Linked DNA regions of Sus scrofa: all the other regions are linked to region 3. The links are chromatin contacts, called in public HiChIP or PLAC-seq maps. All regions are on one chromosome and are shown on one strand. The core of a region is the stretch at or near the end of the contact, and the rest is flanking DNA. Distances in the headings are between cores, read along the strand shown.

Evidence for each region. HiChIP or PLAC-seq counts read pairs in DNA pulled down with a chosen protein or histone mark.
Region 1: an H3K27ac HiChIP or PLAC-seq map of skeletal muscle shows a contact between it and region 3, with 5 times the contacts expected there. The contact joins two enhancer-like sites. A contact is called at or near these places in 1 of 47 Hi-C or Micro-C datasets (skeletal muscle) and 1 of 2 datasets of contacts at active chromatin or transcription factors (skeletal muscle).
Region 2: a contact with region 3 is called in an H3K27ac HiChIP or PLAC-seq map of skeletal muscle, with 8 times the contacts expected there. The contact joins two enhancer-like sites. A contact is called at or near these places in 2 of 47 Hi-C or Micro-C datasets (both in skeletal muscle) and 1 of 2 datasets of contacts at active chromatin or transcription factors (skeletal muscle).

The regions. Positions count from the first base shown.
Region 1 is chr1:204,385,263-204,390,130 of Sscrofa11.1, reverse strand. All of the region lies in intron 2 of ADAMTSL1 (ADAMTS-like protein 1), which reads left to right. The region is part of intron 1 of LOC110256879 (a long non-coding RNA gene); the gene reads right to left. Among named protein-coding and RNA genes, the nearest start is that of ADAMTSL1, 560 kb to the left of the region's middle. Within about 2 kb of position 2,795, at least 1 of the 83 cell types and tissues checked has an H3K27ac peak or open chromatin away from gene starts, as enhancers often do. A contact at or near this core is called in skeletal muscle, where this site is marked.
Region 2 is chr1:204,418,515-204,422,748 of Sscrofa11.1, reverse strand. All of the region lies in intron 2 of ADAMTSL1 (ADAMTS-like protein 1), which reads left to right. Among named protein-coding and RNA genes, the nearest start is that of ADAMTSL1, 520 kb to the left of the region's middle. Within about 2 kb of position 1,823, at least 25 of the 83 cell types and tissues checked have an H3K27ac peak or open chromatin away from gene starts, as enhancers often do. A contact at or near this core is called in skeletal muscle, where this site is marked.
Region 3 is chr1:203,972,438-203,977,226 of Sscrofa11.1, reverse strand. It overlaps ADAMTSL1 (ADAMTS-like protein 1), which reads left to right. Exons shown (of 30, transcript XM_021074260.1): 26 at 896-1,076; 27 at 4,271-4,478. Among named protein-coding and RNA genes, the nearest start is that of SAXO1, 190 kb to the right of the region's middle. Within about 2 kb of position 2,201, at least 3 of the 83 cell types and tissues checked have an H3K27ac peak or open chromatin away from gene starts, as enhancers often do. A contact at or near this core is called in skeletal muscle, where this site is marked.

The sequences.
Region 1 (4,868 bases), core at 1,546-4,045, 410 kb before region 3:
TTGCACACAGTAGGTGCTTAATAAGTGCCTTATTGAATCTAATTCAATAACCAGTCTCTGAACTCCAGGACACAATCCTGATGAAGTCAAAAAAGAAGGAACAAGGACCACTGTTTTGAGGGTGATGAATAATTCTGTCCTCCCAATGCAGTTCAGTGCTGTTATCAATTTGCTTGATTGTTTATTTGGGTTTTTTGGGGGGAGGGGGTGTCATAGAATTAGAATCTAAGTTATGATAATGATTTTTTCCCCCAGAATTTTATTAGAATTTCAGACACAATGAATGATTGAAAGACATGTACAGTAGACACTCATGTACCCACCACCTAGCTCAGTAATGATTTATTCATTTCCTATTTAGTACCTAACTGTCAGCCAAACACTGCAAACTCCTCACTCCACTGCCCACAACATCCCTGTGGTCCTGAGTAGTATTCTCATCACTTAACAGCTTAAAACAGAAACCAAACAATAAACAAATAGGGGGTTCATGGACTTTCAGCAATTTATTTCCTTGAGCTCTGCTGGTTGTTAACTAGGATAGCTAGGACTATTTGGTTTCAAAACCTGGGTTCTTTCTCCCCCACCATGCAGTCTCTATAATTCCTCTCTATTGGCTAAGGTCACAGATTCTAATCAAGTCCCTATAGTGTGAGAAGCCCTGAATTAAGCCCTGTAGACAATAAGAAGCCATGTAAGCCAAAGCTCCTAGCGCTTCAGGCACTAGAAATGAGTCAAGTCAAATTTTAAATGGCATTAAGTTCCTTTCACAGGACACAGTGCTAGACACTTTGTAGGGAGAGATCTCTGAGTGTGAAATCTGACTGTAGGACAGAGAATTTCAAAAACATAACTTTCCCCTTTAAGCAGCCTAATAAAGTGGGTCAGGGAGTCAAAGACTGTATCTCACAAGTTCCTGCTTTCTGTTTACTCTGTTCTCCTTACTTGCAAAGCTTTCCTCTCTTTATTTTCATCCCTAAAAGTCTCTGTTTATTTCAAGGTTTTTTTCAATTTCCATTTTTTTTTTTTCCATTTGGATACTAACTCCTCACTGAGTTCTCAAATTAGGTATGGCCTCTCCTTCCCTGAACTCCAGTGTAGAGGCAGTGTCATCTAGTGGTTAGGGACGCAAATGACCTGGGTCTAGATCTAGGTCCTTCCTTTCTCTGAGTATGTGATCCTGACAGGTTATTTAATTCTCTGTGCCTCAGTTTATTCCTCTGTTAAAGAATCACTCAAGAATTCTGCCAAGAGAACAGAATTAATCTTGCTAATTTAAGCTGAAAGTGTCACAAGGTATTAATGAACTCATGGAAAATTGGAATTGCCAATGACAAAGACTCTAGTTTGAGCTCTGTGAAGATTCCTATGATACTGTCCACCAGCAGATCACCAAAGGAGCTTCTGCCTATTCCATAACCAGGAAGTCACCCATTGAGTGGCAGTGCAGGGCTGCGTAGCCATGCCCTGTCTCTGATCCAGCTAATAAATTGATTGTCCCAGGTCTGCCTCTTGATATCCACAAAGGTAGCAATTGATTAGCATGGTTGCAGATAAACAACATTGCTCTACAGCCATGTTTATAAGAGGAGAGAGCAAAGTGTGGTCTCTGCCTCACTTTCACCTTCCAAATCTTATGGGAATGCTTTGCAGCAGCCAAATCTAAATTGCATCTGATACACTAGCTGCAAAGGAGTCTAGGAAATGTAGTTTCTAGGTTTGGGGCCTCTGCATTTCAAGAAGGCAGCAGTTAATGAATGTTGACAGCTAATCTACCAGAAATGATATCCATATGACAATAATGTGTATCTATTCCATAGGGAAAATTCTCTTGTGAAGAATTAATAAAGTACTTAGAACAGTGCCTGGCACAGGATACACTCGATCAATGTAGCCTATCAAACTTCTCAGAGAATTGCCCGGGGAAAGTCAAACCATCTTAGCTATAACTCCAGTTTCCCACCTGCTAATAATTAACTTTAATGAACCCACTTATCATAGAAGGTCACCAGTTTCCTCATCTGTAAATTGAGGATAATAACCAGTCTCTACCTGACAGGGTTTCTGCTCATATCACATCAGGTCATGTGTGAAAGACTATTTGAAAAAGGTAGAGAACACCCCAGTCACTTGAGTGTTAAATAGATAACTGCTCGAATGCCAGCTCTGCCCTTGAGACTGACAGGCGGCTTCCTGTGGCTTTATCTCATCTTCACTCTGATTTTTCCTCACTTGAATTTTCGGAATTGGCCAGGGAAAGCAAACCACCTTCCACACTCACCCATAAGGATATAAGGCTCGGGCTCCTTCAAGAGGGGAGATGAGGACATACCTAAGCTCTCCATCATGCTCCACCCTGAGTTCTTTCCAGAAGACCCTCTGCCCTCTCTGGACAGCAGTCACTGCAACTGGAGGGCCAAGTGAGGAGGTCCAGCCTCAGGAAGAGACAGGTGGCTCTGGAGCAAACACAGTAAGGCACCGTCCCCAGAGAGAGAAATTCTGAGAGTTGAGCTCACTCTTTCCTGCCATAAAGCACACTGAATGTTAACAGCTTGCTCCTATCCAAGCTGGTGTTTTTTAAATTAAGTATTGTTAAATCCATACCATTTGGAATGATGCTTCAGACAGCTCTGACACGCTCTCTCTTGCTGCTGCTTTCATTTCACCTAATATATTGTGCAGGGGGCCTGTAACCAGTATTACGGCAGCTGCGGCCGCCGCCACTGCTGCTGTGGCTGCTGGTGCTCAGACGCTGGCAGACGGCTTTAATTTAGATACCTGGAGAGGAAAAAAGGAACGCGGCCAACGCCCTGCTCAGATGCCATAAGAGGCCTTTCCCAGGCTGCCGCTAGTATGGATCTAGATTACCTAGGGTTTTATGTTCTTTTTCCCTGGCACTAGAAACGGTTTTGGAAATGACAAAGATGGGAGGCAAAGGAGCTGGAGACTAAAATAAGATACTTTCCACTGTCAGGTAATATATACCCACCATAAAACCTGGGTAACCTGCCTTCTGTTCTTTTGCCTTTACTATAAATGTCCCCTCCAACCAGTATGACTCCACCGCCAACATTTGCACACAAACACACACACACCAACGTGCATGTGTGTACATGCGATGAATGTGATTTTAGAGTCAGAAGACTATTCAAAGGCCAGTGGGGCCCCAGGTAAGTCATTTAATTTTTCTGAGCCTCTGTTTCCAAATTTATAAAATGGGGTGAGTATTTAACCCACCTCGTGAGTGATCAAAAAAGTCAAGTGACATTATGGGTATAAAATCATTTTGTAAACTTTAAAGATAGCACACAAACTTTGGTAATTATCCAAATTAGCTCATCCCTGAAACTTACACCAATCACACCAACCCAACTAGATTTTATTCCTCTTTTTCTGAAATTATTGTCAGCTAGGAATTTGCCCTGCAGGGTATAATGCTTGATTGTACCATTGCTTTTTCTCATTTCTCTGGGCAGCTCCAGCAGGAAAGGAAATTCTACTTCAAAAGAACTAGAAGCATGAGATACTGTGGCGTGACTCCTCTGGGCTTTCCGCACATGGCTGAGGGCTTGGATTAAAAATATCATACAATTGGAGTTCCCTGGTGGCCTAGTAGTTAAGATTCCCGCATTGTCACTGCTATGGCTAGGGTTTGATCCCTGGTCTGGGAACTTCTGTGTGCCACAGGCATAGCCCCCCGAAAATCGTATTATTATAACTTCATTGAGGTAATCAGTATGCGGGGCATTGGCATATTCTTCAAAACTCCAAGGCAGAAATCTCTGACTCAAAATATCTAGATGGTATTTATTTCCAAAGCAGGAAGGAATCTAGATTAACACAGAAGTGGTACTGGGTCATTCTCTGACTATAGCAGTTTTTTATCTATTCTTCTGTGAGTGGTATTATATCATAATCTTTGTTGCTACTCCTCCTTCTCCTACCTCTTCCTCTTCCCTTTGGAGCTGCCTGATGAGCAATGTTTGCGTGTAAAGAGGGAGGAAGTGTGGTATCACATCAAATTTTCCACTTTTTAGAATGAGTTGAAACTTTTTAACCAAAGACACCAATGGAAGGAAAAAAAAAAAAAAAAAAAAAAACAGAGCAGAAAGCTCCAGTGTGCAAAGGAGAGCTATCTCGCACAGTTTTATGAGTGAAAGTTTATTTCAGCCAATCCATTTTTACTATGATGAGGATTTCCAATAATGCCAGTCAAGCATTTTTACATCTCCTTGTGAATACCCTTTAACTTGTGAGCATTTAGAGATGTGTAAAACAAATCTTTCTGAATGGGAACAGCGTACTTCAGGAATAGAACCCCTTTGGTTGTGGATTCGTACCATTCATTTTTCTAGGTGAGGAAAAAGGTGGATCCTTATATGCCCTGACTATCCTAATAGGTTGAAAGTGGGATTTTTTTTATTTGTTTTTTTGTTTGTTTAATTAATTAATTTATTTTTGTCTGTTTAGGGCCGTACCCATGGCATATGCAAGTTCCCAGGTTAGTCAAATTAGAGCTATAGCTCTTGGCCTACAGCACAGTCATAGCAACACCAGATCCAAGCCACGTTGGCAACCTACATAGCAGCTTATGGCAATGCCGGATTCTTAACCCACTGAGCAGACATGGAGAAGGGCCAGGGATCAAACCTGAGTCCTCATGGGTACCAGTTAGGTTCGTTACTGCTGAGCCACAATGGGAACTCCTGGGATTTTTTTATAGCTGTTCTGTCTTCCATTGATATTCCACCTGAGGTTGAACAGCTTGCTTTTCTCCAACATTTCAAAAAAGTAGCACTACAGGTATGTATAGACGAAAGCCTGCCTGTATTCACATACCAGTTATGGCTTGATCAGGTTTTCCACAT
Region 2 (4,234 bases), core at 574-3,073, 450 kb before region 3:
ATAAGAAAAGGTCCAGTGGTAATCGAAGTGGAGGGACCTTGGTGTGCTTGCAGTGGCCTGGGTTGTTTTGAGGGCTACAAGTCAGAAGGAGACTAGTGGGAAGCAAGGACAGAAAGAAGTTGAAGAAGGTTGTGACGTTCAGTGCTCAGAGAAGGATTGGAGGCATGATGTAGAAGATAGTGAACAGTCTTGCTCGCTTCCTCCATCTCCTCCACACCTCCCCGCAGCCAGTATGACAGAAAGACATGGCTGGCATGGCATCCTGCCCACCTCAAACACATTGCTTTATTCATGTTCTCCTCTTTCCCCAGTGGCATCATCATCTTTCTTTCCTTTGGCTATTTTGTCTCAGTCTGTTCTTTTCAATTCATGGGGACCTTGACCTTATCTCCTTCCCTAACTTCCACCACCAGACCTCTCTCGGAGTCTCCACAGACATGATTCTTCAAACAGCAGTCTACACTGACTCTCTCCACGTGCCTGTGTTGTTCTTTTTTTTTTTAAGTCTCAAATGATTTTTATTTTTTTCTATTATAGCTGGTTTACAGTGTTCTGTCAATTTTCTACTATACAGCAAGGTGACCCAGTCATACATACACACATTATCACACTCCATCGTAGGTGACTAGATATGGTTCCCAGTGGACCCACTGCAAATTGTCTTCTACACTATTGCTCCTTTAAACAGCCCTGGTCATAGTTATCCATGGCTTACCTCCTGGCTGTTCAGTGAATACTTCTCAGCCCTTTTTTACTCTACAGCTCTCTGTGGTATTTGATACTATCAACTCCTATCTGTTCCCAGAAACTTTACTCTTCCTTTAGGTTTCAAAACTATATATTTTCTATTTTCTTAGCCATCCTCTGGAATCCTTTTCTTCTAACCACACTCTCTTATAAAGTGTCCCTGGAAGTGTCTCTACCCTGGGATGGGTAGAGATTTACCTGCAGAAGGATTGTTGGGGAGGATCCTTGGGAGACACACCTGTAAGGAAGAGAAAGGACAGGCAGGTAGAGGTAAAAGCTGACCCACAAGGAGGCTGTGACCAAGCCGAAGGGGGGCTCTAGAGCTGGAATAATTATTCAGAGTTGTCCTAAATTGAAGCCAGGGGGAATGGGCCTTTGTACCCAGGCATCAACCAGTCACTGGCAATAGGCCATCATCTAGGAGGGTTGTAGTCTTTGGCAAGGTGATTCGCTGCAGCAAAGAGGGGTCCCCATTGAAGGACATTGGTGGTTGCTATGCACATCACACTCTGCACATCACAAATGAACTCACTAGCTCCACTCCAGCATTCTTGGCAAACCTACTTTTTTTTTTTTTTTTTTTTTTTTGTCTTTTTTGCCATTTCTTGGGCCACTCCTGTGGCATATGGAGGTTCCCAGGCTAGGGGTCGAATCGGAGCCACAGCTGCTGGCCTACACCACAGCCACAGCAACGCAGGATCCCAATGCCGGATCCTTAACCTACTGAGCAAGGCCAGGGATCGAACCCACAACCTCATCGTTCCTAGTCGGATTCGTTACCCACTGAGCCACAATGGGAACTCCCAAACCTACTTCTTAATAACCCATCATTTTTTAAGGGCAGCAGCACCCATGCAGCTGGATTTCTAGAGCCAGACATGCTCTCTTTCTCATGTCCCACTTCCAAGTAGTCACCATGTCCTGTAAATTTTACCACCTTCATATCTCTTGCGTCCTTCCCTTCCCTCTGTTTCTGCTGCTAATAGTGTGGTTCAGACCTCACTTCTCTCTCCCATTGGGAGCAATGGGGCTTCCTTTTTCAGTCACAACAGCCTGCAGTCTCTGACTCTGTTTTGTATAAAGTATAAGATCCTATAACTGCCTTCTCACTGCTACAAGGTCAAGTCTAAACTCATTGGGATAACACAAGTCCTATCCTGATTGACCGTTCCTGTTGGCTCCCTCCCTTTCTGAATTCCCTTATATCTTTGTTCCTAGCTCACCACCCATTCAGAGTCTGAGGTACAGAGGCACCTCTTGGGAGTTTAGCAAGGCAACCCAGGACACTAGATCATGTTATATTTGGAAGCTCTTCTCAGAAATAAAGCCCTTGGCCGAGAAGAGTGATAAGGAAGGCATTTCATTAAATACCAATATTAAGCCCAGGAGGTCACCGTGACCTTTGGAGCTGCACAGCTTTGGCAAGAAGACAGCCCCTGCCTGCTAGCCTGGCTAATCTGATATCCGATGTTGCCACTAAATCGTCATTGAGCATGACATAGGCACCCAGCTGTTAACACTGATACACTTTCAATGCCAAGATCAGGCACCATTCTCCTGGCAATTATACAGCCCTGCTTGCTAATCCAGGCTGCACGATGGCATGGGCAGAAGAGGGGCTGTGGGGACTCTTGCCACCACGTGCCTGGTGGGCCCTGCACCGGGTCTTGTTTATTCACCACATCAGGCCAGATAACATTGAGCCAAATAACAGTTCTCTTCATTGGCCTTATGCAACAGGATAGCATTAATTGAGCACTTCTGGTCTTAATCACGACCAGAAGAAAGAAAGGAGAGAAGAGAGAGACAGAATCAGAATATGAATGAAAGGAGACATCGAAGGAGAGAGAAACCCCAAACTTGTTATTTTTGAAAAATAACTTCTGGTGAAAACAGAGCACCTCTCTGAAGAGTGTATGCAGAGTTCTGCTCTAAGAGCAGCAAGCTCCCCTTTTGATCTCTGTCAAGGAACCCAACACCACTAGGGCAGCCACCCCCATGGACAAGTGAACTCAGCCTCCCAGCCCCTGGGGTGGTGAGGGATGTTTTTGCTTTGGTGTCAGCAGGACCTGACGCGGTATTTTGGAACTACTGCTGGCTTCCCCCCACCTCTCTCCAGTCCGGTCCCCTCGCTCGAATTTCAAGCCTGTCCCTTCCTTCCAAGCTGCCCTCTTGCATTGCCTTTCTTCTCATGCTCCTAAATGTTACCCTAGAGGGGGCTGCAGCACCGCAGGCTTCCTCTTCACCGCCACCATTTGCTGTTGTTGGCTGCAAGTCTCTTGCCCGGCGCCAGCTCCTCGGCAGCCAGTGAGGACCCTGCGCTCAGTTTAGGCTTACCCAAACAGACAAGCAGGCGCAGAGAGGGTCTGGACACACAGGGCAGCCCCCCTCTCTGACTCCCGCCCCCACTACCCCACTGCCCTGTGAATCTGATTGATCTTTGCATTTCACCAAATGTGCATTTCACCAAGTGTGCATTTCACCAAGTGTTCGAGCCCCCCCCCCCCCCCGCCCCAGCACCCAGGGAAGACAGAGCCGCCAGGGCTCCCTTCCAGAGCCCTTGTACCCCCTCCCCCACCTACACACACACTCCCGCACTGTAAGCCAAGACCGGGTAGCCGGTCTTTTTCTTCCTTATTCTTTTTAAATGATTCCATATTGGTGTTCTGCAAAGTTCTTTTTGGTTCTTTGTTGCTGTCTAGAAGCATCTTAAGAAACAAAGAGTCATTTTCCCTAGGTCATGACCGACCGGCCAGCCCTGCCAGGGACTCCCCTATCCAGCACTGTTCCTCAGACAACATGATCACCCCAGTGCCTTTGTCTTAACTTTGCTTTGATGATATGTTCCAGCAATGGAGTAAAGAACACATAACGTACCAACAACTGGATTTGCTCGTTGTTATTGCTAACTGAAGAGATTCCGTTTTCAGAAGTATATGGAGCAGATATAAGGAAATGAGAAACACCCTTGTAATAACTGCATTTAAAAAAAAATTGAATACTCTACATTGTACTTTGTTTGCAACCGTATCCTTAGGCTCCCCAGTAGTGAGTGCCTGGCTCTCAGACCCTTAATCAGTTCTCATTGAATGAATGCCAGGCAGTGTGCTAAGCATGTTATATTATTATCCCATTTCATCTTCCTACAGAACTGTCATTTGATAGATAATGAAATGGAGATGTAGAGGATGATCTGTGTACCCAAAGTTATATAATAAGAAAGTGGTCAACTCTTTGACCCTCAGTGTGGTTTGAACCTAGGCTCTTATTTCACTATACTGCTTCATACCATCCAGTAACTTGCTATTTATATTCAAGGTTCAGTCTTCTCCCAAATCCTGATATATCTTCCTGATAGCATTGGCTAGCTAACCACTACAGATCATGCTTAGAATTTTCTTACTATATTCACATGCAGCCTATTATACTTGACATTATGCTTTCACATATCCAGGCAGTTCTATTATTGTGTGGTAGGCATTTCTGA
Region 3 (4,789 bases), core at 952-3,451:
GCTTTGTTACAGGAACTAAAGTGATGCTTTTAAGTTTTCCATAGACTGGTTCTACCTGTGGCCTGTGCATGATACTTTCAGGAAAAGCTAAATTCTACTACATGCATCTTAAAATGGAGGATTCTTGGGAAGAGACCATGTGTGCCAGTTTAGCACATAAGGAGGGAGGTTTTTCTGAGCACATGGGCTTTCCCACTTAAACATCTTCCCCCACCATTTGCTTTTCCAAATAGGAAAGTAAATGTTCCATTTTTTGCCAGCCAGCCATCCTCTGCTGAAAACCAGAAGCAGTACCTATCTGCAAAATGTATAACACACAACTTTGCAAATAAGCACTCAAAATTTACCAGCCCACAGTTATTTTTAACAGCTTTCCTACTAGTGAGTCCCAGACCCCCAAAGAGAAAATCCAAAGAAAACTGCCTATCTAACATCATCATCTCCCATAAATGAATACTTTTCTGAATATGCTGTTTTTCTTTAACAAGTACAATGTCCAACTCATATATATATACTTTTAAATGTGACTGTTAAGTAGCTCTGATATCTTTCTATATCATTGTTGAAAAGTAAAGTCACTGTAAACCAATAGAAAGAAAAAAAACTACTTTAGGAAATAGGTTTGAAAATACAAGAGCTACAGCCACTGATTAAGTGTGTGTCCTATGATTTCTTATACCCAGTCCTCATAGTAGTGTGATGAGGTAAGGGCTATTGTACTCACTTTATGGATGAGCCAACCAAAGCCTTGCTTAGATAGGTTGGGAATGGAGACAGAGTTCATTCATAACAGCATCTCTTGCCCACATACCCACCCCACCCTAAGCTGCTCTGAAGGAATAGCATGGGCATTGAAGCTATCTCCTTTTCACCTCTGATCCTCCTTCTGTGACAGATTACTGGTGGTCTGTGGACAGACTGGCAACCTGCTCGGCCTCCTGTGGTAACAGGGGTGTTCAGCAGCCCCGCCTGCGGTGTCTCCTGAACAGCACAGAAGTCAACCCCACTCACTGTGCGGGGAAGGCACGCCCTGCTCTGCAGCCAATTGCCTGCAACCGAAGAGACTGCCCTTCCCGGTGAGTGCCCTGGATGCTGGCTCAAGCTGCCCACTCCCCAGGATATGCCTGGACTTTTAGCTAAGTTCATGACCAGCCCTTGTCTGACACTCTGAGAGTGAGAGATGCTGAGTGCAGGTAAGGGGCCTGACATCCAAGGAACTGCCCTGTCCTATCAGCGCAGATCCACCAACCTCTCCACCACAGCATAAGCCTCCTTTCCTGCCTATTGGTTCCCTCACCATTGAGCCAGTTAAAGCTTTCCCAGGTTTCCCAAGGGTCTGCAGGGGTCTGTTCAGGGACCAGGAGCATCCCAGGCCTGGCAAAAGAGAGCTCCCCTCCTGCAGTGAGAAGCTGGTTCCTCAGGTGGTTTGTAAGAGCAGAAATATTTTTGCAGTTGAAGTGCTTAGTGGCTAGTGAGGACTAGCCTGTACCCCAACCCCTCTCATTTCTCCTAACTATAAATACCTGTGCTAATCAGTACTCCAATTTAGTTGAGGAAATCTTATCCTCCCTCCTACAAAGGGTTGCCTCCTGCTAAAGCTGATATAAATTTCCATTTCCCATAGCTACCTCAGCTTTTGGTTTACAGTTGATCCTTGAACAAGGCAGAGATTAGGCGCACCAACCCTGAGCAGTTAAAAATCCACCTATAACTTTATAGTCAGCCCTCAATATCGGCAGTTTCACAACCACAGATGATATGGTGCTGTAGCAGGCATTTAGTGAAAGAAATTTGAATACAAGCAGACCTGTGTAGTTCCTACTCATGTTGTTTAAGGGCATATTCTCTGCATTTGAGTCCTGTAGCCCAGAATGACACTCACAATCTGCCTCTTCCATCCTTGCACTTTGAGCAGCTGTGAGTCCCACTGAGCACTGTGCCACACACACGCCCAGTGTTCAGGCAGTAGCTAAAGGGATAATGGATGGGTTTTAGTTGGCAGCAGCATGGTGCCCTGAGCTGGGGGATGGGGGGCACTGGCTGGCTCCTGAAACGCCCTTTCACTACCTATCTGTGGGACGTTCACCCACTACTTAGGCAACCGCTTTGTGTTTTGCCAGCTGAGTCATAAGAAGCAGCTGAAACCAAGGAGAGCCTCAATGAAATATGAAACACACTCATTAATATCAGCAGTTTGACTTGCTGACGGGAAGGCTTCCACGGGAATGATTAATGTCCTTTTATACCCTTCCTGAACTGTAATAGAGCCTGGACCTCTCCTTTCTCAAAGCCCCCACCCCAGCTCCTGAAAAATTGCTGAAATGTATATCTGGAAATAAAACTTGATTGAAAGGCAGGCCTGACATTCACCAGGGATACGAGAGGCTGGAAGACTGCCCTTGCCAAACTGTGTGAAATGAAGAAGAGGTCTTGGACATGCCAGGGACTTTTTGATTCACTATGGTGATGGTCAGAGTCAATCAGCCTCATTTACTTCTGCAAATGAGATAATGGCTGGGTCTGCTTGGGTTTCAGTGCCCCAGGGGGCTTTATAACACCTTCTGCCTGTTTCCTAAATGGCTCAGCTCCTGCCGGGTGGAAATCTGCACGCAGTCATCTCTCTCTGGGGTGATTGGAGCAGGGACGTTCCACCAAACTAAATAAGTCACAGATCCACATTCAGGAAGAATTTGTTCCCTGGCCCTGGCCTCTCCCGAAAGCCAGATGTGCCACTACTGAACTAGGAAATGGACACAGGCTCACCTCTGACTGGTTTCCCCACCAAGCCCCCTGGGCACATTAGCCCTGTTCTTTGCACACAAACTCATGTCACCCTGGTCGTCTTTTTGAACAGTACCGGGAAGTCCCGCTTTGACCCCAGTAGCTGTTTCAACCACTTCGTGTAGATAAATTTTTTCCTAGGCAGTAAAACTAAAGAATGTTTTCTCTTGATTGAAGGAAATGGCTGGAAAGCACCAAATCTTTTCTCACTCTCTTTCCCAAACTGCAGTCCCTTCCCCTCATCTTTGAGAACTAGCCCAGGGTTCAAACATCCCAAGAGAAGCCTCCACATTTGTATACGGACCAAGGATTTCAGAGTGTTTCCCAGCTGACAGCTTGGCTTTATGAGAAAAGCCATATGTCACAGCCCTGGGCAGTCTCACTTGTGAGGATCCAAACTGCAGTTGGAACCTCACATTCTGAAAACAACTTACTTTCACCACATATGCAGCCCTAAGAGGTGTAAGGCCTATGGACTGGAGCAATTTCCCACTCCTGGAGGTGGGAAATTGCTCCAGAAAACTTGAAGAAACTTTGTAGGTTTCTGAGGGATTAAACAAAATTAAATGAGACATGGGTTATAGCAGGGTAGAAAAAACAGTGAGTACCAGCAGACAAAACCTGGCTTAACTGAGACTCAGACTGCCAGGGTCAGGAGGTGCTCCAGGCTTGGATCTGGCTTTGCTAGGAAACTGCGCCTTCTCTGCCCCACACTTAGGTGCCTCTAGGAAGTACCAGAGCCACAGTGCAGCATAACCAGCTAAAGGACTATCTCCCCCAGAGTGTTCCATCTGCAAGCTCACTGTTTTGAGTGCCAAGGTTAAGATCAAGCAACTGATCTCCAGAAAACTCTTTCAAGATGCTGTTCCTTATGTAATGCCCAAAGGATATTTGTTTTCTGTGGCTGCCATAACAAGTTACACAAACGTGATGGCTTAAAACAACAGAAATGTATTCTCTTACAGTTCTGGAGGCCAGAAGTCTAAAATTAAGGTGTCAGCAGGTTATGCTGCACCTCCTCCAAAGGCACTAGGAGAGAATCAGTTCCTCTACCCTTGCAACTTCTGGTGGCTCTAGGGGTCCCTTGGCTTGTGGCCACATCACTTCAGCCTCCACCTCTATGGTTCCACCATCTACTCTGCTATGTCAGATCTCCCTCTGCCTTTCTCCCACAAGGACACATGATAGGATTTACATGATCATGTCCTGGATAGATGTTCACCCAGTTAATGCAGCATAATCTCACCTCAAAATATTTTACTTTATCTGTGAAGACCCTTTGTCCAAATAAGGTAACATTCACAATTTCCAGGGATTTAAGGTCAGTATCTTGAGAGGGATGCATTTTCAGCCCAGCACCCCAAGTGTGTACCATGAAAGGAGATGGGACCCCCCAGTTATCTGCTGTGTGGTGAGAACAGGAGGATGCTGACATCATTCCCCTCCTTGTGTCTTGACCCTTTCCCCTGACTCTTCTTCCTCCTCCCAGGTGGATGGTGACTTCCTGGTCCGCCTGTACCCGGAGCTGTGGGGGAGGTGTCCAGACCCGCCGGGTGACCTGCCAGAAGCTGAAAGCTTCTGGGATCTCCACTCCTATGTCCAATGACATGTGCACACAGCTCGCCAAACGGCCAGTGGACACCCAGGCTTGTAACCAACAGCTGTGTGTGGAGTGGGCCTTCTCCAGCTGGGGCCAGGTGAGAGAGCTTTTTTAATTTTTATTTTTTATTGAAGTATAATTGATTTGCAGTGTTTCGGGTGTACAGCAAAGTGATTCAGTTTTATGTATACATTTACATACACACACACACACATACATATGTATATTCTTTTTCAGATTCTTTTCTCTTAGAGGTTATTACAAGACATTGAATATGTAGTTCCCTGTGCTATACAGTGGGTCCTTGTTATGTATCTGTTTTACATATAATAGTCTGTATCTCTTAATCCCAAATCCCAAATTTATCCCTCTTCCCCATGCTTTCCCCTGTGGTAACCATGATTTTTG